Linked DNA regions of Macaca mulatta: region 2 is linked to region 1. Evidence: chromatin contacts called from public Hi-C data. All regions are on one chromosome and are shown on one strand. The core of a region is the stretch at or near the end of the contact, and the rest is flanking DNA. Distances in the headings are between cores, read along the strand shown. Region 1 holds the start of PPP6R2 (protein phosphatase 6 regulatory subunit 2). Region 2 holds the start of TUBGCP6 (tubulin gamma complex component 6).

Region 1 (6,627 bases), core at 2,315-4,814:
TGTGTAGGGTGTGTGGTGTGTGTGGTATGTAGTGTGTGTGGTATGTAGTGTGTGTGGTATGTGGTGTGTGTGGTATGTGGTGTGTGTGTGTATGGTGTGTGGTGTGTGTGTGTAGTGTGTGTGGTGTGTGAGTGTGGTATGTGGTGTGTGTGTGGTGTGTCTGTGGTATGTCGTGTGTGTGGTATGTGGTACACGTGGTGTGTGGTATGTAGTGTGTGTGGTAAGTGGTGTGTGTATGTGGTGTGTGTGTGTGGTGTGTGGTATGTAGTGTGTGTGGTAAGTGGTGTGTGTGTAGGGTGTGTGGTGTGTGTGGTATGTAGTGTGTGTGTATGTAGTAAGTGTGGTATGTAGTGTGTGGTATGTGGTGTGTGTACGGTGTGTGGTGTGTGTGGGTAGTGTGTGTGGTATGTGGTGTGTGGTGTGTGTGTGGTATGTTGTGGTATGTGGTGTGTGTGTGTACAGTGTGTGGTGTGTGTGTGGTATGTGGTGTGTGTGGTATGTGGTGTGTGTGTATGGTGTGTGGTGTGTGTAGCGTGTGTGGTGTGTCTGTGGTATGTCGTGTGTGTGGTATGTGGTGTGTGGTATGTGTGGTATGTGGTGTGTGTGTGTACAGTGTGTGGTGTGTGTGTGTGGTGTGTGTGTGGTATGTGGTGTGTGTGGTATGTGGTGTGTGTGTATGGTGTGTGGTGTGTGTAGCGTGTGTGGTGTGTCTGTGGTATGTCATGTGTGTGGTATGTGGTGTGTGGTGTGTGTGGTGTGTGGTGCGTGTAGTATGTAATGTGTGTGGTATGTGGTTGTGTGGTATGTGGTGTGCGTGTAGGGTGTATGGCGTGTGTGTATAGGGTGTGTGGTGTGTGTGGGGTATGTAGTGTGTGTGGTATGTGGTATGTGTGTTACAGGTATGTGGTGTGTGTGTGTAGGGTGTGTGGTGTGTGTGTGGTGTGTGTGGTATGTAATGTGTGTGGTATGTGGTGCGTGTGTGTGGTATATAGTGTGTGTGGTATGTGGTGTGTGTGTGGTGTGTGGTGTGTGTGGTATGTGGTGTGTGTGTGTAGGGTGTGTAGGGTGTGTGGTGTGTGTGTAGGGTGTGTGGTGTGTATGGTATGCAATGTATGTGGTATGTAATGTGTGTGGTATGTGGTGTGTGTGTGGTATTTGGGTGTGTGGTATGTGGGGTGTGTGTGGAGGGTGTGTGTGGTATATAGTGTGTGTGGTATGTGGTATATGGTGTGTGTGTGGTATGTGGGGTGTGTGTGGAGGGTGTGTGTGGTATATAGTGTGTGTGGTATGTGGTGTGTGTGTGGTATGTGGGGTGTGTGTGGAGGGTGTGTGGGGTGTGTGTGGTATGTGGTGTGTGTGGTATGTAGTGTGTGTGGTACGTGGTGTGTGGTGTGTGTGTGTATGATTGTGAGTTGAAACACAGTGGCCAGGGAAACCCCCACAGGGAAGGGCACAGTGCAGTCAAGATCCCGGAGGACAGTCCCAAGCACAGCAATGACCGAGGATGTCCCTGCGGGGATGCAGGGACATCACCAGCCAACCATCTGTGGCAGGCAGTCGTGATGGGAGCCATGAGCAAGGGGAGTAGGAGAGGTGAGCTCAGGTCATGTAGGGCGCTGTGGGCAACAGCAGGGACTTTGTCGTTCAGCCTGTGAGGCAAGAGCTCCTGGGGGTAGGGAAGATGTGATCTGACCTATTTCATTTCATTTCACATATTTATTTAGAGACAGAGTCTCGCTCTGTCGCCCAGGCTGGAGTGCAGTGGCGCGATCTTGGCTCACTGCAAGCTCCGCCTCCCGGGTTCACGCCATTCTCCTGCCTCAGCCTCCCGAGTAGCTGGGGCTACAGGTGCCCGCCACCACGTCTGGCTAATGTTTTTGTATTTTTAGTAAGAGACGGGGTTTCACCGTGTTAGTCAGGATGGTCTCGATCTCTTGACCTTGTGATCCGCCCGTCTTGGCCTCCCAAAGTGCTGGGATTACAGGCGTGAGCCACCGTGCCCAGCCAATCGGATCTATTTTAACTGGACCCCTCTGGGTGCTTTGCTGATTACAACAAGCTGACCTACAGCAAGTACTCCAGGATGGAAGCAGGGGCCCCGTAGGAGACTATTGGGAGTCAGGAGAAAGAAACTGGTTTCAAACCAGAATGTTGGTAGTGGAGCTACCACATGTTGCCGTGGAGGGAACACATTTGCTGATGAATCCAGTGTGGGTGAGAGAGGAGGAGAGGGGCTCTTGCTGACCCCAGGTGCACTGGCTGGGCACAGGAGGGGTATCAAGATCAGGCAGAGAGTTGAACGTGCTTAGGGCAGCAAAAGGGAGGTTGGAGCATCTCCCGCATCTGGTGCCCCTGGCCCCAGTCCCCATTCCGCAGCTCAACTCAGCAGCGCCTCCCGCTCCTGCAAAGGAGACCATGGCGAGGGCATGAGAAGGGCACAGCCTACTGAACGCAGGACGTCTCTCCTCTAGGTTGTGAGGCTGAGGCTTCTTTACCCCCACTTCCTGGAAGTTCTCTCAACGGAAATCTGCCAGAAATCTGACCCTTAGGATGCTAGGGGAAAAGCTTTGCTGGGGAAAGGCTCGCTGGAGACATCTGCTATAAAACCGCCGAGGAGGGTGCTTCTGACCAGGGGAGGGGACAGGCGTCGGGGAAGCCCGGGGCCACCAGCCGCAAGGCCAAGCCCTTTTCTCCTGCAACGTCTCTCTGGCGCCCCCTACCGACAAAGCCTAGCAGCGCCAGCTGGCAAAGGAGAAATACCGAATATTTGAGCCGCCCAGATCCGCTTTCCCTGAGAGCATCGGTGAATACTGGGCAATACACTGACAACTGGAAACAACGTTTAGAGATCCCTGAAGTGAGCCATGTTTTCCCAACATTTACCCACAGCTCGCTCTGACATCTGAAATAATAGTGATCATTTTTTGAGATTAGTTTGATGGAATTAAACAATTCCAGCACCTGTTAAATAGGCACATACTTAATTTCCAAAACGCCGAGCAAGAAGTCGTAGGGCACCTGGAGAAAACAGTGTCTGGAGGCGGCTCAGGCGTTCCGGATCCAGGCAGGACGCGAGACGGGGAGGGGCCAGGCCTGGAGCCGGGGACCGAGCCTGCTCCTGCTGCTCTGGGCGTCCATGCCCCGCGGCCTCTGGGAGGGGCCTGTGGCAGGAGGGAGGCCCGGGAGAACAGGCCCTTTCCTGGGCCACGGGGAAACCCCTGCCCCAGGTGTGTGGCTCTCAAACTGCGTAGGGCCTCTCGAGGATTGTTTTGTGGCTACAACAAAATTAACTATGCTTGCACAAAACTTTAGCCATACCTCAAAGGGGAACGTAAAAGAGGAAAGACGGACTCTTACCCCACCCACTCCAAGACAGTGGACACCCCTCCGAGGCCGGGAGCCTAGTGCTTCCACGCGGGCTGCACAGAGTGCTCCGGCTCCAGGGGGCCCGAAGAGCTGGCCCAGGTCCCGGTCCCGCCCACCCGCGCGGCCCCGCCCCCGGCCGCGAGCGTGCGCGCCCCACGCGGAGACCCCGCCCCCTGAGCGCGCGCCCGTGTGCCGCCGCCGCCATTTTGGAGCGATCCGAGTGCCGCCCGCGGCCCCGAGTCGGTCTCGAGCCGCCGGCCGGCCGCGCCGGTGTCCGCAGGCGCTGCGCCCCGGGCCGGGCCCATGTGTGTGCGGCCCTCCCGAGGCCGCCCGGGCTTTGCCTCCACCAGCGCCCTGGCCTCCGCTCGGGCCTCCACACGGGCCTCCGAGGAGCTGCCGCGACGCCCGGCCCGCAGGGCAGGTGAGTGCGGCCGCCCGCCGCTCGGACCCGGCCCCCAGTCAGCCATTGCCTCCCAAGTCACTTCCCCCGCGTCAGTCAGTTCCCCCTCCAGTCAGTTCCCCCAGTCAGTCGGTGCCCCCCTGTCAGTTCCCCCCCAAGTCAGTCATTTCCCCCCAGTCACTGCCCCCTCCAGTCAGTCAGTGCCCCTCCAGTCATTGCTCCCTCCAGTCAGTTCCCCCCCAGTCACTGCCCCCTCCAGTCATTTCCCCCCAGTCAGTGCCCTCTCCAGTCATTTCCCCCCAGTCACTGCCCCCTCCAGTCAGTCAGTGCCCCTCCAGTCATTGCTCCCTCCAGTCAGTTCCCCCCCAGTCAGTCAGTGCCCCTCCAGTCATTGCTCCCTCCAGTCACTTTTCCCCAGTCACTGCCCCCTCCAGTCATTTCCCCCCAGTCAGTGCCCCCTCCAGTCATTTCCCCCCAGTCACTGCCCCCTCCAGTCATTTCCCCCCAGTCAGTGCCCCCTCCAGTCATTTCCCCCCAGTCACTGCCCCCTCCAGTCAGTCAGTGCCCCTCCAGTCATTGCTCCCTCCAGTCAGTTCCCCCCCCAGTCAGTCAATGCCCCTCCAGTCATTGCTCCCTCCAGTCAGTTCCCCCCCAGTCAGTCAGTGCCCCTCCAGTCAGTTCCCCCCAGTCAGTGCCCCCTCCAATCATTTCCCCCCAGTCACTGCCCCCTCCAGTCAGTTCCCCCCAGTCAGTGCCCCCTCCAATCATTTCCCCCCAGTCACTGCCCCCTCCAGTCAGTTCCCCCCAGTCGGTGCCCCTCCAGTCATTGCTCCCTCCAGTCAGTTCCCCCCCCGTCAGTCAGTGCCCCTCCAGTCATTTCCCCCCAGTCACTGCCCCTCCAGTCAGTCAGTGCCCCTCCAGTCATTGCTCCCTCCAGTCAGTTCCCCCCAGTCAGTGCCCCTCCAATCATTTCCCCCCAGTCAATGCCCCCTCCAGTCAGTTCCCCCCAGTCACTGCCCCCTCCAGTCAGTTCCCCCCAGTCAGTGCCCCCTCCAGTCAGTTCCCCCGGTCAGTGCCCCTCAAGTCAGTCAGTGCCCCTCCAGTCACTGCCTCCTCTAGTCAGTTCCCCCCAGTCAGTCGGTGTCCCCCAGTCAGTGTCCCCCTAAGTCCGTCAGTGCCCCCTCCAGTCAGTGACCCCCAGTCAATGCCCCCTCCAGTCATTTCCCCCCAGTCACTGCCCCCTCCAGTCAGTTCCCCCGGTCAGTGCCCCTCAAGTCAGTCAGTGCCCCTCCAGTCACTGCCTTCTCTAGTCCCCCCCAGTCAGTCGGTGCCCCCCAGTCAGTGTCCCCCTAAGTCCGTCAGTGCCCCCTCCAGTCAGTGACCCCCAGTCAGTTCCCCCCAAGTAAGTTCCCCCAAGTCAGTGCCCCCTCCAATCAGTTTCCCCCAAGTCAGTTTCCCCCAAGTCAGTTGGTTCCCCCAGTCAGTGCCCCCTTCAGTCAGTGTCCCCCATGTCAGTCAGTGCCCCCCCAGTCAGTGTCCCCCTCAGTCAGTTCTTCCCATCAGTGCCCCCTCCAGTCAGTGCCCCCCAAATCAATGCCCACTCCAGTCAGTTCCCCGAAGTCAAGGCCCCCCAAGTCAGTTCTCTCTCCAGTCAGTTCCCTGCAAGTCAAGGCCCCCTCTGGTCAGTTCCCTCCCAGTCAGTTCCCCCCGCAGTCGGTTCCCTCCCAGTCAGTCAGTGCCCCCCCCAGTCAGTGCTCTCCTTCTGTTCCCCCACCCTACACCAGTCAGTGTTCCCTGCTAGCCAGTCATTGCACCTCACCCATCAGTCCCCACCCCACCCATCAGTGCCCCCCACCGTCAGTGCCCCTTGCAAGTCATGCCCCTCCCTTCGGTCAGTGCCTCCACACTGGTGAGTGCCTCCACTGTTGGTCAGTGCTCCCCCACCGTCAGTCCAGTCTGCCACCCATCAGTGTTCCCCAGTCAGAGTCCCGCATCCCTGTCCCCCATCAGCCAGTGCCCCCGCCAGTCAGTTATTTTCTTTCTGTCACATCCCCCCCATCAGTGTCTGCACCCCCACCTGTACCCATCAGTCACTGACTGCATAATCCCTCCCCTGCCAGTGCCCTTCCTTGTCAGTCCCAGTGCTCTGTGACCCCTTCTGTCAGCGGTGCCCCCACCTGTCATTGATCTTCTCTGTCAGTGCCCCCCATCAGTGCCGGTGCCTCTGTCGGTGAGCCCCATTGTCAGTAAGTTTCCCTCATAAGTGTGTCCCCCGTCCTGCCTGTTGTGGCCTTTCCCCTCTTTGCTGTCAGCCCGTGTTAGTGCCTGTCAGCCTGTGTTAGTGCCTGTCAGATGTTCCCCATGAGTTCTCCCCTATTGTCAGCGCCTGTCCCCTCTTTCATGCTTCCTCTTTTCTCCCTTGTCTATCAGGGACCCATTAGTACCCTGCCCTGCTGTTAGGGACCCCGCCTGTCAGTGTCTCCCCACTGCTTCTCTCCCGCCTGTCAGTGGGAGAACTTTCAGTGCCCGCTGTCATCACCCCTCTTGTCCAATCACTGACTCCCCTTTCCGTCATTTCCCCCTCTTTCCAACACCACTCCTCTTTCCTGCCACGTTCCCCGTCACTGCGTCAGATATCACCAGTCATCTGCGACCTCACCTTACCCTGCACTGTCCTATTCCTTCCATCCCCATCATCTCTTCCCTCACACCTGTCACCTTCCCCATGCACCTTACTGTCCTCCCACCTGCCACTCTGCGTACTCGCAGCTTCCCTATCTGCTTCGTCCACTCTCTTGTTACTGACGCCTCCCAATTTGCTGCTTATTCCCTGATCTGTCAGCACCGGCTCCCCCAAGTCT
Region 2 (6,627 bases), core at 2,903-5,402, 94 kb before region 1:
ATAAATAAATAAATAAAATAAAATAAAATTAAAAAGCAAAAGAAGAACAGTTATACTAGATATAAATCATAGATATGATTATATATGACCATTAATCATTAGTTTGTAGCAATTACTCTTTATCCCAACATCATAATAATCTTCACTCTACAATTATAACTTAGGAGAAACCAGGTCATACAGAGACAGAAGCTGAAGGGACAGGGTGAGAAGTGACCAGACGACTAAGAGCCTTCTGTTATGCCCGGGCAGGGCCACTAGAGGGCTCCTTGGTCTAGTGGTAACGCCAGCGCCTGGGAAGACGCCAGTTACCTAGCGGTAGCGTCAATGTCAAGGAAAAGCACCCGCTACTTAGCAGACGGGGCGGCGGGGTGGGGGGTCTCCCTTTCCCCGGTGGGGGAGTTAGACAAGACTCTGCTCCACCACCTCTTGTGGAGGGCCAGATATCAGTCAGGCCCGCCCGCAGTTATCCAGAGGCCTAAATGTCTCCCTGCGATGCTGTGCTTCAGTGGTCACGCTCCTGGTCCGCTTTCATGTTCCATCCTGTACGCCTGGCTCTGCCTTCTAGATAGCAGTAGCAGATTTAGTGAAAAGTCTCTGAAATGCAGAAATAATGGTGTAAGTTGTCTCCTCTCTCTCTCTTTCCGCCTCGGCTGCCAAACAGGGAAGGGTCCCCTGTCCAGTGGACGGACACATGACCCACATGACATTACCTATCACTGGAGATGGCTCATGCTCCTTACTCTGCCCCCTTGTCTTATATCCAATAAAAAGCAGCACGGCCTGGCATTCGGGGCCACCACCGGTCTCTGTGTCTTGGTGGTAGTGGTCCCCCGGGCCCACCTGTTTTTTCTTTTATCTCTTTGTCTTCTGCCTTTATTTCTACAATCTCTCATCTCCACACATGGGGAGAAAAACCCACAGACCCTGTAGGACTGGTCCCTACACAAGACTCCATCTCAAAAAAAAAAAAAAAAAAAAAAAAAATCAGGCCAGGCTCACGCCTGTAATCCCAGCACTTTGGGAGGCGGAGGCGGGCGGATCACGAGGTCAGGAGATCGAGACCATCCTGGCTAACCCGGTGAAACCCTGTCTCTATAAAAAAATACAAAAAACTAGCTGGGCGTGGTGGCGGGCGCCTATAGTCCCAGCTACTCAGGACGCTGAGGCAGGAGAATGGCGTGAACCTGAAAGGCGGAGATTGCAGTGAGCTGAGATCCGGCCACTGCACTCCAGCCTGGGCGACAGAGTGAGACTCCATCTCAAAAAAAAAAAAAAAAAAAAAAAAAAAATCAGGCCAGGCTCACGCCTGTAATCCCAGCACTTTGGGAGGCCGAGGCGGGTGGATCACGAGCTCAGGAGATTGAGACCATCCTGGCTAACACAGTGAAACCCCGTCTCTACTAAAAACACAAAAAATTAGCCAGGCGTGGTGGCGGGCGCCTGTAGTCCCAGCTACTCGGGAGGCTGAGGTGGGAGAATGGCGTGAACTTGGGAGGCGGAGCTTGCAGTGAGCCAAGATCGTGCCACCGCACTCCAGCCTGGGCAACAGAGCAAGGCTCTGTCTCAAAAAAAAAAAAAAAAAAAAATCAAATCAAATTTAAAAAAATACAAATACAAAAAAATATAAAAATTAGCTGGGTATGGTGACACACGCCTGGAGTCCCAGATACTCAGGAGGCTGAGGCAGGAGAATCACTTGAACCCAGGAGATGGAGGTTGCAGTGAGCCGAGACCACACCATCGCACTCCAGCCTGGGCAATAGAGCGAGACTTGTCTCAAAAACAAAACACAAAACTGCTGTACACCAAGACATTTGCTGTAGCATTAGGTATGTTTATAAATTGTCTAGCTATCTCACAGGAATAGAATGACTAGTAACAATGTATCCTTTGGGCAACACTGATAAAGCAAGAAAATACAAAACTCAAATGAGGAGCTACACGGGACCATGTTGGAAAGCCTCAGGCAACAGACAGCAAAAGCATATCCAATTGCACGTATCACAAAACGTGAACACTTTTGCCACACGTGGCTACTGAGCACTTGAAATGTGGCTTGTGGGGCTGAGGAACTGAATTTTTTATTTTGTTTTAATTAACTTAAATTTAAATGGCAGCTCTAGAAGGCAGAGGAGGCTTAATGACATGCCCCGTTAGGTAAAGATGAAAAGCAGCACGTTGCTTTGGCCGGCAGGTGGGCAGCACTGTCCTTGCAGAGCAGGGTGGCCGCCAGTAAGTCCACTCCAGTAGCCCCACCCCACAATGCAGCCACCAGACTATCCCCCCTTTTACCAGGATAAAAGGAAGGTCACTGGGCCAGGCGCAGTGACCTTAATTCCAGCACTTTGGGAGGCCGAGGTGGGTGGATCAACTGAGGTCAGGAGTTGGAGACCAGCCTGGCCAACATGGTGAAACCCCGTCTCTACTAAAAATACAAAAATTAGTTGGGCGTGGTGGCTCACGCCTGTAATCCCAGCTATGCAAGAGGCTGAGGGAGGAGAACTACTTGACCCTGGGAGGTGGAGGTTACAGTGAGCCGAGATCACACCACTGCACTCCAGCCTGGGCAACAGAGCGAGACTCCATCTCCAAAAAAAAAAAATTAGCCGGGCGTGGAGGCAGGTGACTGTAATTCCAGCTACTCGGGAGGCTGAGGTACGAGAATTGCTTGAGCCCAGGAGGTGGAGGTTGCAGTGAGCCAAGATCACGCCACTGCACTCCAGCCTGAGTGACAGAGACCCTGTCTGAAAAAAAAAAAAAAAAAAAAAAAAAAAAAAAAGAAAGTCACAGAAAGCATTTTCCAAACCCCAAGAAAGGTGAAAGAGGAAAAACCAAACATTCTACCTTAATGGCCAGCCCAGAGAGGTCTGCATTGTCTGGCACGGGGGGCAGGCCCAGTCGGACGTCCATGTCGTCAGTGCGGCTGTGCACAAGGGCCCCGAAGAGCGAGACCCGGGTGTCTCTCTCAAACCTGTCACCACAAGAGTCACCAAATGAGAAGAGCCCGACGGTGGGCAGGCCGGTGCCTGGAGCAGCCTCCATAACCTGAAGTGTTTCCTGGATCATGCTGTGACACAAACACTCTTCTCTGGAGATCAGAGACTGAACGTCCGTCTCAAACACACTCAGGTGGTCGCAATCATAGCCGCTATACGGAACGTTTCTCCCCACGTGCTTGTTGTTAAGGAAGTAGTCTCGATTTCTCGGCAGAAGTTGAGGGGGACCACTCCCTGCCAGCTGAACCAGGAGGTCCAAAACAGACCCCACCTCCAAAAGCGGACAGCAAGGGGCTGCTTCAAGCTCCTCCACAAGCTCCTCCAGACGGTCGGCCTCGAGGCCCAGGCCACCCACTCTCAAGTCAAAGGACAACATGAGGATCTTGTTTCTCGCTGGTAGTTTTGACATGTCAGGCTGCAGCTGTTGAGTCTCATCTTGAAAAAGATTTGTGAAAAGCGCATTGTAGGCCACCTTCTTGAGGCTCCGCTTTGCCCTCTTCCGGTTCACACTGCGCTGGCCCAGGTGAGTCTTGGCAGCCGGCAGGAGGGCCTCACACAGGTCGTCGAACAGCTGCGTGATGCTGGCCATGCCCCTTCTCAGCTCCGGGCCCCCGGCGTGTGGGAAAACACCTCACCCGGGCTTCACTCACGCTCCGGAAGACGGAGTGAGAGAGGGTCTGAAGGGGCTGAACGACAGGCGGCCTCTCCAACGCCGCAGCTCAGAACGGGTATTTTCTAAAGGAGGTTTTGCGGTTGCTCTACTCAGAGTAAACACGCCCTGCCCTCCCCAGCCCAAGCACGCTGCCCGGCGCCCGGCAGCCCCCCAGAAGCCAGCTTGGCGTTTCTTCCAATTCAGTAGCCCTCAACCTTTAGGGAGTCACAGAACCATGGCAAACCCGAAGAACGAAACGCGCGCCCGCGCAGTACAGCGCACGAACTCGGCTTTGCCCCGTTCTTCGGGCCCCACGAGAGGAGACGACCAGGAGAGGGTGCCACTCCGAGACTCGTGGGCAGCGGAGAGTGTGGGGGCGCAGCCGGGTGGTTCCCGGCCTGCACGTCCACCCGTTCTCCAGGCGTCACCTGTGGAAAAAGCCCACCGCTCCCGCTCCCGCCGCCTCCGTCGCGTCACAGCAGCGCGAGCGTGAAGAGCGCTAGGGCGGGCGCGCCGGAAATACGTCACGGGAACGCCGGCTGCGCGTGAAAGTGAGACCCGGGCCGCGGCGCACTTCCGGCCTGAGTCCCGCACAGCGGTTGAGAGATCGAGGCCAGCGTGTTCAGTAAAGGAGGCAAAACCAGGGTTTCGTTTGACCCATGTTTACTAACGGCGCAAGGGCGGGGAGGGAAGGGCAACGGGGCGCAGGGGCCGGAACGGGACCGAGGGTGGGTTGCATGGGCTCGGATGGGACGGGCCAGGGCGCGATGGGTGGGGCGGGGCGAGGCGAAGTGAGGGGTGGAGCGGGGGAAGCACGGGTGGGAGGGGACGGGGGTGGGAGGGGGCGGGGTTCCGTGCCCCGGAGTCGTGGGAGCCGCGGGCTTGGGGTCCGGATCGCGGCAGCGAGGCGCTGGCGTGCGGTGTCATTTCTGCGGCGTAAATGCACCCACCTTGGCCGATTTCAAACCACCAGGTGAGGACGGCACTACAGGAGGAGGAGCCGGGAGGAGGCGCGCAGCTGGCCTCCTGCACTGGAGCTGGTTCTCAGCACTCACTTGCCCTGCCCTCCCCACCGACCTCTGCGGCAGAGCCGGGCCCCAGGGCAGAGCCATGCCTCCGCAATCAGCCTCACCTGCAGCATCTTCCACTGAGGCTCCAGCTGCCCTCTCAGGTACATCAGAGCCTGGACGTCCTCCGGGGAGGCCACAGAGGAAGGGCCTAGGCTAGGAGGTGCCTCTCCACGCAGCACCCGGGCCAGGATCCCTGCTAGCTGGGGTGTGGAGTCCTGGGCCAGGGGCGAAGACGGAAGCAGTCATTGGTCCTTCCCCTCATCCCACCCCACAGCACCTCCACCCTGCCCAGCTTACCTCCTCCAGGAGGGCCAGGACTCGGCCCCCTGCCAGTCCCCGAAGCATGGCAGCCAGGAGTGCAGCGTGGGGGCCCTGCAGGCCATGGCCAGGCCCTAGCGCCACTAGCACCAGGTCAGGCTGGAAGCCATAGGCCAGGGGCAGTACCAAGCCCAAGATGCAGCTCAGGAAGCCACCAGTCATCTGTGGGGACAGCAGAGCCCAGCTCCTCATCTACAGACACCTGCTGGCTCTGGCCCCCCAACCTCTCAATCTCAGGACCCCTGGAGCAGGAGCAGGGAGACAGGAAGGACCAGAGGCCTGCTATCATGACATGCCAGCAAGCAGCAGCGGCACACATCCATGGGCTCCCCAGCACCTGCCTTGCTGCGGGGCGTGGTCACTCACCACTGGCAGTGGCGTGGCAACATGGAACATGGATAGGGCGGCTGCCTCCTTGCCCCCGATGTTCAGCCACAGAGTCCTCCTTCCAAGACACATGTGCATAAGTGTAAGGCCCCGCTCACCCTCCTGAGCCCAGACCACAGAGGCAGAGGTGGAAGAGCATTCACAGGGCCATGGGCAGGGGTGCTGTGACTGCTGAGCCTCTGTGCTGGAGACCCACCTGGCATTGCCTGTAGCAGCCCTTCTCCCAAACCCCAGCTGAGGAAGGCTCCATTCAGTACCAAGTGCCCCACCCACCCGTCACCCTGGGGCCCAGGCACACATCCGTCGCATGCCCATTCACATCCATGGCTGGACAGATGCAAGACGTGAGAGTCCTACCCGTCATGGGCAAGGTCTGGAGGCCGGTCCAGCTGTCCCAGGGCCACACACAGCAGCCTGGAGGAAGAGCTGGCCTCAGGACAGGTGTTCCTGTTGTCCAGAGTCCATTCCCAGAGCTCTCTCTGCTTGGCCAGCCAGGATAGGGGTGCCCACAGGTCCTGCCCTCAGAGGCTCCGGATGGTCAAGTGAGGCTTACCTCTGGGCTCCGTGGGACAGGCCTCTCTGAATAGCCACATCCAGGGTGGCTGCTGCAGCAGAGGCTGGAGTGGCTGCAATGCCACTGTTCACCTGTGGGATGAATAAACAGTGGAGGACGAGGCAGCAGCCAACTCCCGAGCCAGGTAAACAGATCCACGGTTCCCTGCATTCGGTGTATCTCTGTGGCTACTGCCAGCCACACTTCTTACACTCAGGTCAATTACTCTGCTTCTGTAAATAAGATGCTTACGTCTGTAATTTTTTTTCTTTCTTTTTTTTTTTTTTTTTTTTTGAGAGACAGGGACTTGTTCTGTACCCAGGCTGGCGTGCAGTGGCGCAATTATAGCTCACCGCAGTCTCAAACTACTGGGCTTAAGTGATCCTCCTGCCTCAGCCTCCTAAGTAACTGAACTACAGGCACACACCACCACACTTGGCTGACTTTTTTATTTTTTGTGGAGACAGGGTCTCTGTATGTTCTCTAGGCTGGTCTTGAACTCCTGAGCTCAAACATTCCTCCCACCTTGGCCCCCCAAACTGCTGTTATTACAGGCATGAGCCATTGCACCCTGCCTAAATGTATACTTTAAATCACCCCCTTCACCTCTCTGCCAAAGAGCATTTAACTGAAGAAGCTGAGGTCAGA

Evidence for each region. A called contact is a pair of places that touch in the nucleus more often than the background predicts.
Region 2: a Hi-C map of fetal cortex germinal zone shows a contact between it and region 1, with 4 times the contacts expected there. The contact joins the promoter of TUBGCP6 here to the promoter of PPP6R2 in region 1. A contact is called at or near these places in 5 of 14 Hi-C or Micro-C datasets (CD4 T cells, cortical neurons, fetal cortex germinal zone and 2 more).

The regions. Positions count from the first base shown.
Region 1 is chr10:1,107,317-1,113,943 of T2T-MMU8v2.0, reverse strand. It overlaps PPP6R2 (protein phosphatase 6 regulatory subunit 2), which reads left to right and starts at 3,564. Exons shown (of 24, transcript XM_077949201.1): 1 at 3,564-3,787.
Region 2 is chr10:1,201,418-1,208,044 of T2T-MMU8v2.0, reverse strand. It overlaps TUBGCP6 (tubulin gamma complex component 6), which reads right to left and starts at 4,152. Exons shown (of 25, transcript XR_013398869.1): 1 at 2,848-4,152. HDAC10 (histone deacetylase 10) reads right to left here. Exons shown (of 18, transcript XM_077949234.1): 13 at 5,980-6,071; 14 at 5,784-5,840; 15 at 5,406-5,484; 16 at 5,019-5,201; 17 at 4,784-4,936; 18 at 4,298-4,636. The coding sequence ends at 4,613.